5 separate regions of the Mus musculus genome follow, and all the other regions are linked to region 2. A link is a contact called in public HiChIP or PLAC-seq and Micro-C data. All regions are on one chromosome and are shown on one strand. Each heading gives the region's core, a stretch centred on a gene start, on an enhancer-like site or on the middle of the called end of the contact. The rest is flanking DNA. Distances are from core to core; before and after follow the strand shown.

Evidence for each region. A called contact is a pair of places that touch in the nucleus more often than the background predicts. HiChIP or PLAC-seq counts read pairs in DNA pulled down with a chosen protein or histone mark.
Region 1: a contact with region 2 is called in an H3K27ac HiChIP or PLAC-seq map of heart atrium, with 10 times the contacts expected there. The contact joins two enhancer-like sites. A contact is called at or near these places in 1 of 39 promoter capture datasets (embryonic stem cells), 2 of 15 datasets of contacts at CTCF or cohesin (both in the NIH/3T3 cell line), 3 of 484 Hi-C or Micro-C datasets (bone marrow-derived macrophages, embryonic fibroblasts and embryonic stem cells), 3 of 115 datasets of contacts at active chromatin or transcription factors (the NIH/3T3 cell line, embryonic fibroblasts and heart atrium) and 2 of 9 other capture datasets (adipose tissue and macrophages).
Region 3: a contact with region 2 is called in a Micro-C map of embryonic fibroblasts, with 3 times the contacts expected there. The contact joins two enhancer-like sites. A contact is called at or near these places in 1 of 15 datasets of contacts at CTCF or cohesin (the NIH/3T3 cell line), 8 of 484 Hi-C or Micro-C datasets (the C2C12 cell line, embryonic fibroblasts, myocytes and 2 more) and 1 of 115 datasets of contacts at active chromatin or transcription factors (embryonic fibroblasts).
Region 4: an H3K27ac HiChIP or PLAC-seq map of vascular smooth muscle cells shows a contact between it and region 2, with 3 times the contacts expected there. The contact joins two enhancer-like sites. A contact is called at or near these places in 2 of 15 datasets of contacts at CTCF or cohesin (both in the NIH/3T3 cell line), 3 of 484 Hi-C or Micro-C datasets (embryonic fibroblasts, embryonic stem cells and tail fibroblasts) and 5 of 115 datasets of contacts at active chromatin or transcription factors (the 3134 cell line, the NIH/3T3 cell line, embryonic fibroblasts and 2 more).
Region 5: an HNF4G HiChIP or PLAC-seq map of pancreatic cancer cells shows a contact between it and region 2. The contact joins two enhancer-like sites. A contact is called at or near these places in 1 of 15 datasets of contacts at CTCF or cohesin (the NIH/3T3 cell line), 1 of 484 Hi-C or Micro-C datasets (nephron progenitors) and 1 of 115 datasets of contacts at active chromatin or transcription factors (pancreatic cancer cells).

The regions. Positions count from the first base shown.
Region 1 is chr11:43,888,290-43,891,314 of GRCm38.p6, forward strand. It overlaps a transcript of Adra1b not described here. Among named protein-coding and RNA genes, the nearest start is that of Adra1b, 53 kb to the left of the region's middle. Within about 2 kb of position 1,427, at least 35 of the 459 cell types and tissues checked have an H3K27ac peak or open chromatin away from gene starts, as enhancers often do. A contact at or near this core is called in heart atrium, where this site is marked.
Region 2 is chr11:44,322,217-44,325,393 of GRCm38.p6, forward strand. No RefSeq gene overlaps it. Among named protein-coding and RNA genes, the nearest start is that of Il12b, 76 kb to the right of the region's middle. Within about 2 kb of position 1,340, at least 56 of the 459 cell types and tissues checked have an H3K27ac peak or open chromatin away from gene starts, as enhancers often do. A contact at or near this core is called in the C2C12 cell line, the NIH/3T3 cell line, embryonic fibroblasts and 3 more, where this site is marked.
Region 3 is chr11:44,064,294-44,067,744 of GRCm38.p6, forward strand. The region is part of intron 5 of Gm12153 (a long non-coding RNA gene); the gene reads left to right. Among named protein-coding and RNA genes, the nearest start is that of Gm12153, 110 kb to the left of the region's middle. Within about 2 kb of position 2,033, at least 13 of the 459 cell types and tissues checked have an H3K27ac peak or open chromatin away from gene starts, as enhancers often do. A contact at or near this core is called in the C2C12 cell line and embryonic fibroblasts, where this site is marked.
Region 4 is chr11:43,997,531-44,000,968 of GRCm38.p6, forward strand. The region is part of intron 1 of Gm12153 (a long non-coding RNA gene); the gene reads left to right. Among named protein-coding and RNA genes, the nearest start is that of Gm12153, 40 kb to the left of the region's middle. Within about 2 kb of position 1,556, at least 20 of the 459 cell types and tissues checked have an H3K27ac peak or open chromatin away from gene starts, as enhancers often do. A contact at or near this core is called in vascular smooth muscle cells, where this site is marked.
Region 5 is chr11:44,047,669-44,050,880 of GRCm38.p6, forward strand. The region is part of intron 5 of Gm12153 (a long non-coding RNA gene); the gene reads left to right. Among named protein-coding and RNA genes, the nearest start is that of Gm12153, 90 kb to the left of the region's middle. Within about 2 kb of position 1,808, at least 30 of the 459 cell types and tissues checked have an H3K27ac peak or open chromatin away from gene starts, as enhancers often do. A contact at or near this core is called in the NIH/3T3 cell line and pancreatic cancer cells, where this site is marked.

The DNA of each region.
Region 1 (3,025 bases), core at 177-2,676, 430 kb before region 2:
GGAAGGAATTAGAGTTGGTGTCTCTCTTGCCAGAGGACACGAGAAAGCTTATGGGTAGAGATGAAAAGGGGGCAGATTGGGAGTCAGCACTTCCAGGAGTTTGGCAATGAGTGAAGATGGAGGCGTGGTCCAGTTTGGGTATTGTTTGACTCTTCCCTATTGATTCCTGGATGGAAAGATTGTGTCTTTCTAGTTTTGGAGATCTGGTACCTCTAAGAGGCGGAGCTTGGAGGAAGGTCCTTAAATTAAGATACTATACTCTATGGGAACACTCAAAGCCTACAGTAAAGTTTCAGGAAAGTGAGTTATAAAAACCAGCAGTGGTGCCTCCTACTCTCCCTTTTTCTTGCTTCTGCATGAGTGACTCCCATTGCCCTCCACCATGAGACCATGTGGATGCACCACTAGCTAGAGCTGGGCCACCACAGGTGTCATGTTCTCTAAAACGGTGATCGAAATCAACCCTTATGCTTCACAACTAGCCCGCCTCAGGCATTCCATCCTAGTGTCGGGAAGCTGCCTGATACCAACAGCTTGCCTTGAGCTTTGCATTTTTTTTCTACCCTGGAACAGACTGATGAGTGTTCACAGGTCTGAGGTGTACAGAAAACATTCGATGAACTTTGAGATGAGAAGGTCACTTGGACTCTGCCCCAAATTCCTGTTTGGAGAACTTACAGCTTGAGTGACTTTCGGAAGCTTGTTTCGCTTCTCTGGGGTGTGTCTGCCATCTCTGTACAATGGGACAAGGCACAGGCTAGAGTTGTGCAGGGCTCAGAGAAAGCCTGAGTGGAAGAAGGCGGCCCCAGGAATCAATGCCTTCCTTGTTCTCTTTCAGAAGAGACTCTGCTTTTCCTGAAGTATCGCTTTCTCAAGCTCTGCTGCAACTCAGGGATTTTATTTGCTTTAAGCAACGGCAGTCCATGGAGACACAAGAGGATGCATCCTGTTCACCTTGCTTAGCGTAGGGCAGTTGTGCAGAGAAGGTCCTGTGATGTAACAGGGAGTCCTAGCTAATGGTTGTCATCCTGGATCTGTGTGAGAGAGGCTTCTTTGAAATTAAACAGCCTGTCACAGGAGACACAGCTGTGCACACAGACACACGCATGAGTTCACATGGACCACACCTAAGTGGATGCTCATGGGATGCAGTGACCATGGACACATGTGACGCTGACCTCCACACCTGCCTAGACTCACTCTCCCCTCAGAATCAGGGGGGATGGATGAAAAACTGGTTTGTGGAATGAGTCACAGAGGCGGCCAGAATGAAGGGCAGGATTCAGTCTCTCTGGGGATCTTTATTTATAGCTCTGACTGTTCAAGAGGGAGGTGGAAATCATTCCCAACGAGTACCACCAATGAAGAGGGATTGGATAACCGAAAGATGTCATTCCAACTGCTGTGTTTGTTCTCTTGCAGCCAGGCGCCTGTTGCTCTAGGAGCTGGAACCTGGAGAAATGCTGTGTCACTCCAGGGCTGCAGAGCTATGGGGAGGAACTATCTTCCAGCTGCTCCTTCATCAGCTGTTGAACCCTTCTCCCTAGGGTCCAGGCAATCTCTATGCTAATCTGAACAACTCTTCCCCAACCCCGAACAATAGAATCTCTCTAGGCAGACAGAGGCCACTGATCATGAAGGATGCTGTTTTGATTTAAAATGACACAGTCTAATCCTACATCCAGATGCCCCTACCTCTGTCATGCTTCTGTAAGAAACAGAACACATGACGTGGGAAATATGCGCCCAGGGACCTGTCCTGCTTTCCTGAGGAGGTGGTGCCTCTTTGTTGGGGTGTGTGTGTGCGTTATGCATATATTTGTGTATGCGGAGGTCAGAGAACAACCATGTCTGTCACTCACAGCTGCCAAACACTTTATCTCTTGAAACAGGGTTTCTCATTGGTCTGGAACTTGCTGAGTAGGCTAGGCTAGCTGGCCACTGGGTGGTTGTCTCATGTCTGCATTCACAAATGTATGCTACCATGCCCAGCTTTTTAAAAAATTGGATTCTGGGAATGGAACTCAGATTTTTGTGCTCTTAAGGCAAGCACTTTGCTGGCTGAGGTATCTCCCCAGCCCTTTGTCAGATGTTGGAGGACACTAGAAAACCAGGAGTTGTTGAGCATCAAGCATTTTGGGCAGGCTTTGGGCCTCATGCATTATGGCTCGCAAGTGCTTAGGACTCTTCCTGACACAGGCAGTGCTCAAGAGGTTAGTTGAGGGAAGGACACACGTGTGATCTTGTCAACTTCTTTGTAACAAAAGCCTCATAGCTCCAGCTCTTAGGTAGGGTACATAGTACAGAGAAAAGAATATTCTCTCAGAACACAGACAGCCCAAAGTTCTAATCTTGCCTCTTCTACCAGAAGACCTTTGACAGATCACTCAATCCCTCAAGCCTCATTTTGTTCATCTATAAAATGGAGAGTCATGGGTACCTATCGATTTTTGAGAATCATGGTAAAAATTAAAGACAGTGCCAGCATGGGTATCTTACTATGACATACACTGCCTAAGAGGACTGAGGTGCCACTCTCATCCAGTAACACTTTGGCTGAGTTGATACTTCAGCTCTCATTTGGCAGCACTTCAGAACTGCAAGGGGATCTGTTTGGTCCATTGGTCACTGTGACAGTTATTATTCATTGTCTACTTTACAAGATATAGAATTACCTAGGAGACAAACTTCTGGGTATGTTTATGAGGGAGTTTCTAGACTGGCTAATTGAATTGAGAAGACCCACTTTGACTGCAGGTGATACATTTTATGGGATAGGGTCCTGGACTGAAGGAAAAAGGGGGTGGGAGGGAGAGAGGGGGGGGGAGGGAGAGAGGGAGAGGGAGAGAGAGAGAAGAGAGGGAGAGGGAGAGCGAGAGAGAGAGAAGAGAGGGAGAGAGAGAGGGGAGAGGGGGAAGGAGAGGGGGAGGGGAGGGGGAGGGGGAGAGGGAGAGGGGGAGAGAGAGAAGAGAGGGAGAGAGGGAGAGGGAGAGGGGGAGGGAGACGGAGACAGAGAGACAGAGAG
Region 2 (3,177 bases), core at 90-2,589:
TGGAAGCTACCTGAACCACCTCTTCAGGAAGCACAAGTCTTCTAAGAACATGGGCCCTGTCTGAAGCTCTGTCCTCTATCCTAGTCAGATGACTACCAATCGAGTCCAAGCATATTCTAGTTTAATTTCTGTGGCTGTGATTAAAGTATCCTGACCACAAGCAACTTGTGGGAGGCAGGGTTTCTTTCACTCATAATTCCAGGTTCTAGTTCATTGTTGCAAGAAAGTTAAAGTAAGGACCTGAAGCACCCTGGAGTAAAGAGATAGAAATGCCTGTGATGTAATGCACTTCCTCTACTCCTATGTAGTCAGGGCCAAAAACTAAGGAAAAAAAGTGGTACCACCCACTTTTCGCCTGGATCTTCCCACATTGATTAAAGCATCAACACACACACACAGACACACACACACACACAGACACACACACACACACACACACACACAGACACTGCCACAGGTCAATCTGATCTAGACAATGCCTCATTGAGACTCTCTTCCCAGATGATTCTAAGTTGCATCAGGTTGGCAATCAAAACTGATCATCACAAGGCCATATACAAACTCAGCAGAAAGTTCATGACCAATGACGACACTGCCACAAGCTAAGAAAGTGTGGACACATGGCATAAGTCCCCCATGATGGTTGTCTTAGGGTTTTACTGCTGTGAACAAACACCATGACCAAAGCAAGACATATAAATGACAACATTTCATTGGGGCTGGCTTACAGGTTCAGAGGTTTAGTCCATTACCACTAAGGTGGGAACATGGCAGCACCCAGGCAGGCATGGTACAGGAAGAACTGAGATTTCTACATCTTCATCTGAAGGCTGCTAGCAGAAGACAAGCTTCCAGGCAGCAAGGACAAGGGTATTAAAGCCCACACCCAGAATGACACACCTACTCCAATAAGGCCACGCCTCCAAATAGTGCCACTCCCTGGACCAAGCATATAAAAACTATCACAATGGCTTTCTCAGTCTTGTCCCCTGACATCCTTACCCCATCTTTCCTCCTGGACAAGCAGACCAGAGGTTAGTCTTTCTGTACTCTTTTATTGCGATCAATACCAGTCAGGCTGACCTAAGGGGGGTGGGGGGAAGACTTATTACAAGGATCCAGGATGTCTCTGAGGACCCAGCTGATCAGCTTGACTCTTTACCAGGCAGGTATAACAGTGATCCAAAGGGAACAAGACAGGCAGCTTTGCAGACTGGCTTCCAAAGTCTCCCCCTGTGCCAATCCTAGCTGAGAAGGAATGCAGCTGGATGCTAGCACATGTGGTAAAGAACACTCCAGGGTTTTCACTGCCAACTCAGGATGAGTCAACACCATGAGGTGACTGCCAGAAAAGCCAACGTAATCTTGTGCTCATAAAAGAGAAGTGAGGATACAGCCTGCAGCACTGAGCAACACCCACCAAGGACCACAGAATAGACAGGGACCAGGGAGGACCAGAAATCATGTCCTACCATGAGCACTGGGGTATACTCGGGTGTTCCTGTCTGGTATAGGTTTCAGAAATTGGAGAGAATATCATGGGCTATGGTTTAATGGATTGTAGTCTGGGGTCAGACTGTTTGTTTGAATTGAAACCCCAACATAGGCAGACATTAGGTCCTTGCCACGCATTAGTAATGGACTTCTATTTTACTGTCGCCATAACCTTCTGAAGCTATAACCACAGTCAGTCCATATCATACAGATGAGACAACTGAGGGATTGAGATCCTTGCCAAGGACTACACTGCCAACAGGTTGAAGAAAAGGCTTTGAATATAAGGAGAGTATACTTTTGTTTATTCCCCTACATAGTACCATGTAAACCTGAATCCTTTTTTTTTAGTGTGTCCCAATGCTGCATTAAAAATCACTCAACACAATAGGGTGGTCGCACATATGCACAACACAGCTGTTGTGACAGTATGCACAAAACCTATGCTAGCTCAAGCCAGATAAAATTCCAGCATGAAGATAGGAAATGGGAATGAAACTCAACCCCTAGCTGAGAGACTCTGGGTAATCAATACCTGCTAGGAGGCGGAGCATCAGTTTTCTTTAAGGTTATAGCCTTATAGGTCAGTCAACCCCAGTAGCCACACATCCAAGAGCATAAGAGTGATGCCATTTGGATTTGATATGTTAAAAATAAAATAAAATAAAATAAAATAAAATAAAAGACAAAGGTGGGCAAGTGGGGAAGGGGAGTGTAGATCTGGAAGGAGTAGCAGAGGGTAAATGTGATCAAAACATATTATACAAAATTCTCAAGGAAAAATCACCTGAAGATGTAAAGGCTTAACCCAGATTAAAGGTCTATGTGTTCGCAGACCTGAAATCTTGATAGGACATGCTTATCTTTGCTCTGTTCAAAATCATATGGGATGGTTTGAAGCTGAGGCTAGGGCTAGGTCTGAGGCTGGCAGACAAGATGGGAAGGAAGCTGTACTCTCCAGTTGCTGCCTAGGAAGGGAAGATGGGAAGGCCTAGCACAAGAAGAGCTGGCTCTCGTTGGATGTCACCCTTTGTGGGATCTCCTCATGAGCATGAGGGTTATGAAGCAAACAGACATCTCATATCCTATATCTTGGCTCCCTGAGGACATGTCCCCAGATTCTCAATCACTTGTGCTCAGAGGTCATGCCATGTCCCCTTTGTCACATTCTGTTGGCTGAGGCAGTTGCAAAGATGCTCTTAGGTTCACGAGTTGGGACTCTAAATCAAGTACTTACTGAAGGAGTGTCACCACCACAAAGGGGACCATGTGGGGTGGGACAAACACCAATACACTCATTTTGGGAGAGACTGTCTACAGCAAGCATTCTCAGAATTCCAAGGATGGTCTGAGTGACTTACAATATGCCTCATCCTCACCAAACTCACCCCAGAATTCTGTTCTAGAAGGCATCTCAACCCCATCCTACAGAACAGAGAAAAGAGATGAACATTCAGGCCCTTTCATCTTGTCACCTGTGACTGGAGGATCTAGGAGCCCCAGGAGTGTTTGACCATGAAGCCACCTCCATGCACCCACATACTAGATGGTGACCACAGAGGCAGCTGCATGCATGGTGATGGACTGTGGGAGTCCTGACATCTGCCCGTCAGGCTTCGCCTCAGCCTTGCAGCTCAGAAACCATCCAGCCTTGGGCAAAGCTTTATTTCTCTGTGCTTTGAT
Region 3 (3,451 bases), core at 783-3,282, 260 kb before region 2:
GGGTTTTGTGGTGGCTTGTTTTCCTAAAATAACTAAGTTATTTTAAGACTGAGATAAATAGAAAAGTTCATCTGGAAGCACTCGGTACTCACCTGTGATATTCAAATAATAATTGTATTAAAAAACATAACCTAGAAAGTGTGCAATTAAGGCTCCCTGCCTATTTCCATGTGTATTAAGTACTTGTTGCTATGACAAATCACTGGGAAAAAAACAACTTCTCAGCAGTTCAAGGGTATATCATGGCAGGGAGGGTTGGCCAGCGAGAGAGGCACAAGCTGTGGAGACAGGTATATAGGGCAGTTGGTCAAATTGCATCTGCAGTCAGGAAGCAGACGAATGACTGCTAGTTCTCAGCTGATTGCTTCATTCTTTCCTCTTCATTGTCAGCCCAGAGGACAATGCCATCCACAGCCAGAGAGTGTCTTTATTCCTCACTTTTACTTCTAGAAAAACAAAATCACAGACATGCCCCGAGGTGTGTCTCCTAAGTGATTCCAAATCCAGTCAAGATTGTAAAGAAGATTAATCCTAATATCAGAATCTGACATCATCTTATAAATTATTTATTCGTTTTTAAAAAATCTAATGTTAATTTAATGCCTTGGAGTTCACAAAGTGTTCTCCTATCCATTATCCTTTTCAATTTGTTTTACTGTTCAGGGCTGAGGTGAGGTGGGTGTCATTAACCCTGTCTGATGGGAAGATCTTCAGTAATAAGTCAGTTTTGAGTTTCAGATTGGAGCTGCAACTCTAACCAAGTCTCTCTATTCTCTCCATAACACCATAGCAGTCCCTAGAACATCCAGCATGGGGCCAGACCCCATAGTTATCTGCAAATACATAAGGAAGAAGATCAAACTTCTGTACTAGAGTTGTAAGTGTAAAGACAAAGCTACTAGAAGTTTTGTTCACCTAATTCTGGTTATGCTTCCCAAAATGTTGGTAGTAGATTAATTGTGAGTAGGGTAATTGTCACAGTTAACTTCAGTTGTCAACTTTACAAAAGCCCAGAGTCATCTGGGAAGAGGGAACCTTAGTTGAGGAATTATATCCATCAGAGTGACATGTTGTAATGTCTGTGGGATCATTTTTGGATTGCTAATTGGTGTCAGCCCAGTCCACTGTGGGTGACACCATCCCTAGGCAGGTAGGCATAGGCCGTACAAGCAAGTTAGCTAAATGATGAGTCTGGGAGCAAGCCAACAAGCAGTATTCCTCCATAGGTTTTTGCTTCAAGCTTCTGCCTTGAGCTCCTACCCTGGTTTCCTTTGAAAATGGACCTGTAAGCTAAAATAAACATTTTCCTCCTCCAGTTGCTTTTGGTCAGTGATTTATTACAGTCACAGAGAATAAACTAGGACAGAGATGGAAGTAAGGAAGAGAAAACTAGAAGCTATTTGAAATATGTTTCAGAAATTCTGACTTAAACATATTGAATGTCTTTCCTGTGAGTATTTGTGTACATCTGAAGGGCTTATTTGAAGGACATCCTGTGTAAGTGTTAGAGTGCACTTCCCTTCTCTAACTTAGAACTTTACCGATATTAGAACGGTTTAAGACCAGATCATCTTGTTGGCGTAAAGTTCCATGGCACCCACTGTAGGCACTACTCTGATTCTTGCCTTTGGTATCTTCCTTTTGTGATACCCAGGGCTGTTCTTACAGCAGACACTCTCTGGGCTCTTTGATGACTCATTAGTAAGTCAGTTATAATTCTAAGAATCTTAACTTAAGGGGATGATAATCCAATAGATTCTTGAAGGTTCTTCGTAATCCTCCCCAAACAAAACAAAACAAAACAAAACAAAACAGAACTTCACTTTAGTTTACTTGATGACGCTATGAAAATTCATTAGGTTAAGTAAGTTATTAAGCAATTAGGATTTGATAAGAGTAAGGGACCTGGCCAGTTTGACTTCAGCCCAGAGGATTGCTGGAAATGCCACTCAGTGGCCACACAGACATCCCTGTCTGCATTTTTCTACTGAGGTCACCGCTTCCTGAGAGGCAGACTCTGATTTCCTTGGCTTGGGTCAGATGTCTCTGCTCCAGAAGCAGTTAGTACAGAGACAGGACAGAGGGTGCCATGGAGACAACCCCTGTGATCTGGGCAGCTATCCCAATTGGTGTCTCCTGCCTCTGGCCTGAACTAAAGTCACATCTTTGGGGAGAAAGGAGAGAGGTTAGTTTGAAGATGGTACATACCATGGAAATCACCCTCCAATAACTGTTAGGTTTCCTGCAGGGTTTGACGATGGTGATGTTCTTTCTGTGATCACCAAAAGTTGAATTTTGAACACTTATATTGGTGCTCGACCTGGACAATTATGTTTTCAATTAGAGATTTTTCTGAGACAGACACACAAGCAGTTGCCTGTGGGCTAGTGGGGTATTGAGTGGACTCCTCTGTGGTTTCCTACTTCTCTCTAGCTCGGCCCTATTTTTGCTAAAGGCACAGTGTATTATGTATATGATACAACTCTACTGTGTGCAGAGATGGATTAAGGTGACAGATGAAGAAAATACCAAAGCTTTCCTTGTAAGTTACTCACGAATGAATGACATCATCAGGATGGCATCACGGAAGGAAAGGGGCATTCGGGAGCTATGTTTTTATGCATTGATTCAAAGACAATCTAAACGTTTATGTTTTAGAACATGAGTCAAAAGACTGAGATATTTTTCTTCTGAGTTTTGAAATTTCAGATTCAGAAACAAATGAGGCAGTTAAAAAAAAATGAGCCCCAAAGGACACCACCACCTACTACTACACGGCACTGTGGGCCTTTATTTGAATATATTCTGCTTTTATTGCTTTGTTCTCGTTCCTTACTGTGAGTTACAAAATAGTGTGGGAAAATGGTTAACGCAGAATAAAAGTTAAAATTAAAGCAACTTTTTCCACTATGGTGCTGTCTCCTTCCCACCCACTGTCCCAGGAGGCCTGCTCAGCTGGGCTTTAGTAGCACAAAGGCTACCCAGTTCTGGACCTGTATTCATCTTTCTATCTAAATGGATTGATCCCCTAGCTTCTGGACAGCACCATATGGTGACATCACGAACCGGAACTGGTATGTGATGGAAATACCTCCCCTAAGAGTGTTGAAAATCTGGGGAACTTATGAAGGATTCACTTTAGCTCAAAGAAGTTTATGTCTGGAAAAGATAATATTTTGGATCTAAATAATCTTCAAGGATGATAGCCACTTTTGACAGACTATAACATTAGACATGTCTCATGACAGCTTCCTTGATTCTCTCTGCTCACCTCAGGGATGACACCTAAATCTCTTCACTTCGTCTAGAAGACACCTCCACTCCAAAGAATAACTGGATCCTACTTCTTATCATTACCCAAGACTGGTTGCATGTTTATGTTGCCTGGAACTGCGGGGGTCACATTTATAACCATTTTTCTGTTTAGGTAACAAACATCTTCTCAGAAAAC
Region 4 (3,438 bases), core at 306-2,805, 320 kb before region 2:
TGGAAGCATATGATGTGGATATTTGCACCAAGAGGCAGTTGTAACTTCTATTCTTGACATAGGGGACAAGAACTATTGGAGTCTCTTGAATAGATTTAAGGACACATTTTTTATCAACTATGCTTAGTACTCTCTGCTCTAATGTAAAGTCCGTGGCCCAGTCACCTTGGCACCAGCTTATTAGAAACATGAACTCAGGCCCCATCTAGGACCAATTGAGTCAGAAATAGGGGTTAGCAGTCTCTTGAAAGCTTACGGGCAAAGGCCAGTTTGAGCAGCTGTGATCTGAAGCATTTCACTTGTATGATTCATTCTCACAACTACCAGGTGAAATAGGTGTTGTTGGCATCCACCTAACACAGCTCAGGTGAGGTCCAGAGAGATTAAATAACTTGCATCAGGCAAGGTCACACAACTGGTGTGTCCCTGACATGACCAAATGACAGCTTGACTCAATGATCCTGGCTCTTTACCCTGAGATATCCTTGCAGGAAGTAAAGTCATAGCTATGCCAGGGGGACAGGGTTGAGGGGCTGCTGTTCTTGCCTGTTTGGGTGAGAGCTAGGAAACCAACTTGCTGTTCGGCTCTCTTCTCTCTACCTGATTTTCCCTAGGCTCCTTATCCTAGACCACAGCAGAGCTGTTTACTTCAGTTAACATTTCCCCCCTCTTCGGGCACATGGTACGATTTGCTCTCATGCTACTTTGAGATCCCTGGTCATGTGGTTGCATCAACCAATGAAATGAAAGGGGAAACGATGTGCCATACTTCCGGGGAGCTGCAAAACAGTACATCCATCACCTTTGTCCTCTGTTTAAAAGGAAGTGAAACCCCCATCACCTGGGTGTCTTGAGTCCACGCTGGGCACGCATTGCGAGGGAGAAAGAAAAAATCTTTGAGCTTGTAAACTGTGGAGATCTGGGGAGTTGTTTGGTGCCCTGGCACAACGTAATCCGACCTGGCTGACTCTGACTCATCTTCCTTTTCTCCAGAGGCTGATTTACACGGCAGGAATGCCAGCCAGCAGCTCCGTGGGTGGGAAAAATGTACCTGCTTTTATGTGTTCAAGCTAATAGCCTCTTTTTCCTACTGCCTGTGAGGGTTTGTCTTCTTTCTCAGTGCCAACTTTATTTCTGATTTGTTTTCCTTGTTGGACCTCTACAACTTTTTATTTTCCAAGGCTATTTTTAGTGCCTCTATTCTACCCTGAAGGAAATAGTTCACATCTTGGTGCCCAGGGCTTTTTTAGCTCCTTTTAATGGGGAAGGACAACACATATCAACAATTCTTTTAGTCACCATGTCATTTCCCCAAGAGGCTCAGAGAAGAACAAAATGTCTCCTTAAAATGACTTTGGGATGTTAGCCTGCATCCTCCTTCCCACAAGGAGATATTCAATCTTCCTTCCTTCCTTCCTTCCTTCCTTCCTTCCTTCCTTCCTTCCTTCCTCCCTCCCTCCCTCCCTCCCTCCCTCCCTCCATCCCCCCTTCTCTCCCGCCTTCCCTTCCTTTATTCCTTCCTTCCATTTGTTGGCTATCCTTTGAACCCGGTGACTGCCTAGCTTACTGAGTCAGTCTTTGGGGAATAGAGCTCAAAAAGAGGTACCAATTCCAAGTTCCCTGTAATTTATCTACAGGTTCACGTGTTTGGTTAGTCTTGGGTTGGTTATGTATCTGACACTCTGAGCTATATATGATTTTACTATAGCTTACTCCCATTCATCAAAAAGTTACAATGGATGAAAATAACTAAAACTAAAACAGAAACCAGCAGCAAAACCTTTGCGCTTTTAAATTGTGGAGATCTGGGGAGTTGTTACCCTGGCAACAACAGAGTCTGTCCTGGCTGATGTCATTCTTAAGATATTGGTAATGACTATCTGTAATTATCCCAACTTGGAAATAAACAGAATACCCTTCCTTATGTGACTGGATAAGCAGCTGTCATGTATCTAGATTATGACAAAGCACTTAGTGATGAAAAGAAATAAACTTTGAAGTCATAAGAAGGTATGGATAAGCTTAAATCCATATTACTGAATGCAAAATCTAAGTGGGAATGGATGCAGACTGTAAGATCGATTCTTACTCTAAGACACTCAGAAAAAGGCAAAATTATGAAAGTACTAAATGATTAGTGGTTTTCAGGGGTTTCCATGTGAAAAGAGATGAATGGATATATGGAGTTTAGGAAACTTTTAGGGTAATGAAACTATTAGGTGAGGTACCATAATGGTAGGAAAATGTCATTATGTATTTATCAACACTCACAGAATGTGCAACACAATAATGAACCTTAGTGTAAAGCATGAACCATGGGTGATTATGATATGTCAATGCAGACTCATTGCTCATAAAACCTGGACCATGCCGGAGGGGAACGAGGGCAGCAGGAGACCATGTGAGTATGGGCAGGAGTTAGAAGAAAATATTCCATTCTTTCTACTCGATTTCGCTTCTAACATAATTTATATTAATTTGGGGACTAAAAAAAAGCCCCTCTACATTCTCCTCTATGTTTTCAGAAGAAATCACGCCGTCTCCTTACAAGTGAGGGTAAGAGGAGAAAATGAACACTTCAGTTCTCTATGTCCCAGCCATTTCCCATTCAATGTCTCCCATCTAACAAGGAGGGCTAATCAGGAGAAAAGTAGGGTGTGTGTAGCTACAGTTGTGTGGGAAAGTGCTGAAGCCATGGACCGGAATAATCAGGACAATCAGGGTCCTATTTACAGCAAGTTGTGACCTATTTCTTAACCAGCAATTTGTAGCCAGACTTCTCCAATCCGCCTTCATGAGAGATGCCTGGGAATTTATCATGGCAGAAGGAAGATGTGAGTCTTCCCCAACTCTCTAGGTCAAGTTCTTGGGTTTGAGCACTCACATGCCTCTGGAACACTTAGGCTGTGGGGCAAGACATACCTCAGAAACCTCTAGAGGTGGGAAGTCTGAACAGACTGTAGAGTCAAGGAATACACAGAATTTGAAAGCTAGAGGATCAGGAACCAGGTGGGAAGTCTAGGCAATGGATGGAAGGGTGAGTTCTGAGCAGCATGGAAACTTCAAAGTGACTTCCTTCTAGACAGGGACTCAGCACGAAGCTGAGATCTGTGTTCTGTAGAAGTCATAACTCACCTTGAGGCTGTATTCTTTGGTATAGTGTTTTTGGAGCAAACTTTCTGGCATTTGCCTAACCCTTTGGGGGGGGGGGGAGTCTGGCATGCTAGAAAAAAGAAATTGGAGACCAGGGAGAAGTAGGAAGCTTGAGCTATGAGTTCAGGACGCCATAGGCTCAGCACCTGAACACACAGTGGGGTGGGGGTGGGGGTGGGGGTGGGGGTGGGGGGAAGAAGTTTTCCCCAAATCCCTGAGGAAGTCAGCTGCTGATTGGAGGATCTTTCCTCACTAGAGGGAGGAAAGTCAGTTGAGTTAGCCAAG
Region 5 (3,212 bases), core at 558-3,057, 270 kb before region 2:
AATGTGTGTGCCACTTTATGTGTTTGTATGTGAATTTTGCATGTGAATGTATATGAGTGTGTGTGTGTTTGAGAGTGTATGGTTATATGTGTGAGTATGTATATGTGTCTATGTGTGAATGTGAGTGTCTGTCTGTGTGTGTGTATGAGACTCATGTCTGTGTGAGTGTGTGATTGTGCGTGTGTGTGTGTGTGTGTGTGTTTCTATGAGTGAATGTTTATGTCTCTGTGTGTGAAGATATGTCTATGTTGGTGTGTGATTTTGCATGTGTGTGTGTGTTTCTCTCTGAGAATATATTTGTCAAGAAAAACATTCCTTATGATGCGGGGGCAACTTGCCAAGCTAGCACACATCTCCATGGACATGGCAGCTGCGATCCCAGCCAGGATCAACTCTTGTTTACAGTGAATGGGAAGCAGTATGTAATAGAAGTTCAAGTCATTATGATGAGTCTAGCTTGGCCTGTGATGAAGATTCCACTGTGCTGGTGTCAATGTCAGGGCCCCTTATGTCCAAAATGACACAGTGGATTGGTGTCATCCTTACCATGGTGACAGCAGTTGACATGGAAACTATTGTTCCTGCCTTCTATGCATAACCATTTTGCCTCTCTCAGGCTTATTACATATCAGGAACAATTGTCTGCCCACCATCTTTTCCTATTAGCTCTAGTAACAGCACTGGTATTATCTTTAAGGAAATCTACCTTCTCTGATACCCTGAACTTCTTATTTTAGACTGTGTCTCTCCCACCCCTCTCCAAGCTGAGCATGCAACCCTTCCGAGTTGCAGGGGGTTGCTTTGGTATGATTCTGTGATGCATTGCATGGCCTCAAGTGTGATCCCTTGGCACCTTCTAAAATGATCAGGAGAGTGACAGGAATTGCTGGCCATTGTCAAGCCAGTGGAATGTGAATCTAAAGCTGTTGGCAACTATCCTTACCATAGCAGCACCGAACATGCTAAAATAAAGACATCAAAGGGGCAAACAACTGCAGCAGTCTGAAAAGTGAATTTAGGCTTGATATGATTGAGAAAGGGTTGGCACCTAGATATAGCCTTTGCTGAAACTAAGTGTGTCTTCAGACTTTTCAAATATATGAAAGAAGAATTTGAAACAGGGTCTTGCTACATAGCCCAGGGCAGCCTGGAACTCTCAAGCTCTCTCTCTAACCCTCCTGAATTCTAGGATTTCAGGCACGTACCATTATGCCCACTTGCTTGTCCATTTTCCTGCTAAAGATGTTTGCATTTGAGCCAGCTTTCTGTCACTGGCAATCCACAAAAGACCTGAAAAGTACATCAAATAATTTTTATGAAAATTTCCCCTTTCTTAGAAATGTTTATAGGTATTGGACAGTGGTAGATAGAACACTGAATTCATTTTAGTATAACTTTCATCTTCTGCTAAGCTAGTGGTTCTCATCTTGTGGGTTGTGACACCTTTGGAAAACCTCTAGCTCCCAAAAGTATGTATTTCCATTATGTTCATAACATTAGTAAAATTACAGTACTGAAGTAGAAATGAAAATAATTTTATGGTTGGGGATCACCACAGCATTTGCAGCTACATTAAAGGGTTGCAGCATTAGGAAGGTTGAGAACCACAGCTTAGACAACACCACACACAAGCTCCTCTGGGCTTCACCATCAGGAAACTCTCTGGAAAACTTTCGCTGGATGCCATTGTGAGGAGGTGAATACGTCGGGGGCTGCCCCTCACTAATTCTGCTGTGTAACCAGGAAAGCAGAGTTCACACAGGCAAACGCCAGAGAAATTCATACCTTTGGGGATACAGCCTGCTAGTGAGTCACAATATTATTATGAGGTGTGCCACAAGGAATTTGTGACTCATATAGCTTAAGTACCAGTGTTCTCAGTTGATTAAAAAAATAAACATGAATTAGAGAAGATTCAAGGTTATCCTAATATTAATATGATATTCATTCAATTGCTTCTTCAGGATGTTTTCCTGAGTGGGAGAAAAGGGGTTGGCATAACAGCTAATGCCCACACAATCCTGTTTCAAGGACTGTGTTGTTCCTAAGGATGCCATCCACCATATGTGACCAAATGATGGTAATAATATCCCTGTGAAGCAAGAGGAAAACAAGCGGCAGGGGTGTTTGCCAGTGGCTGCTGATGTATTGCAAGGGCTGTTTCATTTGCAGGAGATACTTCTATGCAATGCCTCCAGCTATGGAGGTTAAAGAACCACCAGCTACTGAACAGGGTGAGCTATTACCAGTACTTCTGGGGCTCAGGGAAGGGGTAGATTGTCTTATGCTAGAGTTCTTGGAAAAGTCCTTAAACAGAGGCTATGAGACTTAAGAAGGAGCCATGAAGGATGTTGAGAATATGAAGGAGAAGGAACAAGGAAGACTGCAGGCTCTAGTAAAAATGAGATGAACATAGGATGCCAGGAGCTCATGTCTACCTCCAGGAACCTTTAATGGTACCAGGGTATCACAAGGGAAGTTTGGTCGCTGTTGAGAATGCTCTTGGATGTTGCATGCACTATCTCACCCACTGGTCCTTGTCTATGGTGCTACCTTTTCCAGTGTTCCCTTTGGTTAAGAATCTCTCAAAGACTCCCAGAGACTCTGAGGTCTATTCTACTTTTCCCTGATAAGAGAATCTGCTTCCTATGGCAGAGGAATAGCAGAGTGAGCTAATCGTCCTTTGATGACAAGACTAAGAACTCTAAAAGCTTTCCTCAGATGAAGACATCCCCCCCATTCTCTTCAAACTCTAAATCAGGCCCTCCTATAGCTGTCTTTAAGTTCCCTTCAAGCTGCCCAGCTAGCTCTTCTAAAGTAGCCACTTCACTAGCAAGCATTTCCGTTTTTTTAAAAGACATTCAATTTTAGCACAGTCCCTTCAAAACCTTCAAAGTTACTAATAAATATGGGTCAATACAGTTGAATGCACTGTAGCACTGCATATTCTCCAGGATGCTATCTAATAGAACTGATATTATTGGCTTCGTTTTTTTCCTTTCAATGCTGGGGTTGGAGACTAAGACCTTCTTATGCCAAGGAACTGTCCTGCCTTAAAACCACACTCCCAGCTCATCTACATTTTATAGACAGGGATACAAGACTTTAGACAAGTTAAACAAATCATGGGATGTCTGAAGCAAGAGCAGTGGCAGGATGCCAGGTAGACCAGTGCCATTGAATAAGGTGGTCCCTGTACCCACACATCTGCT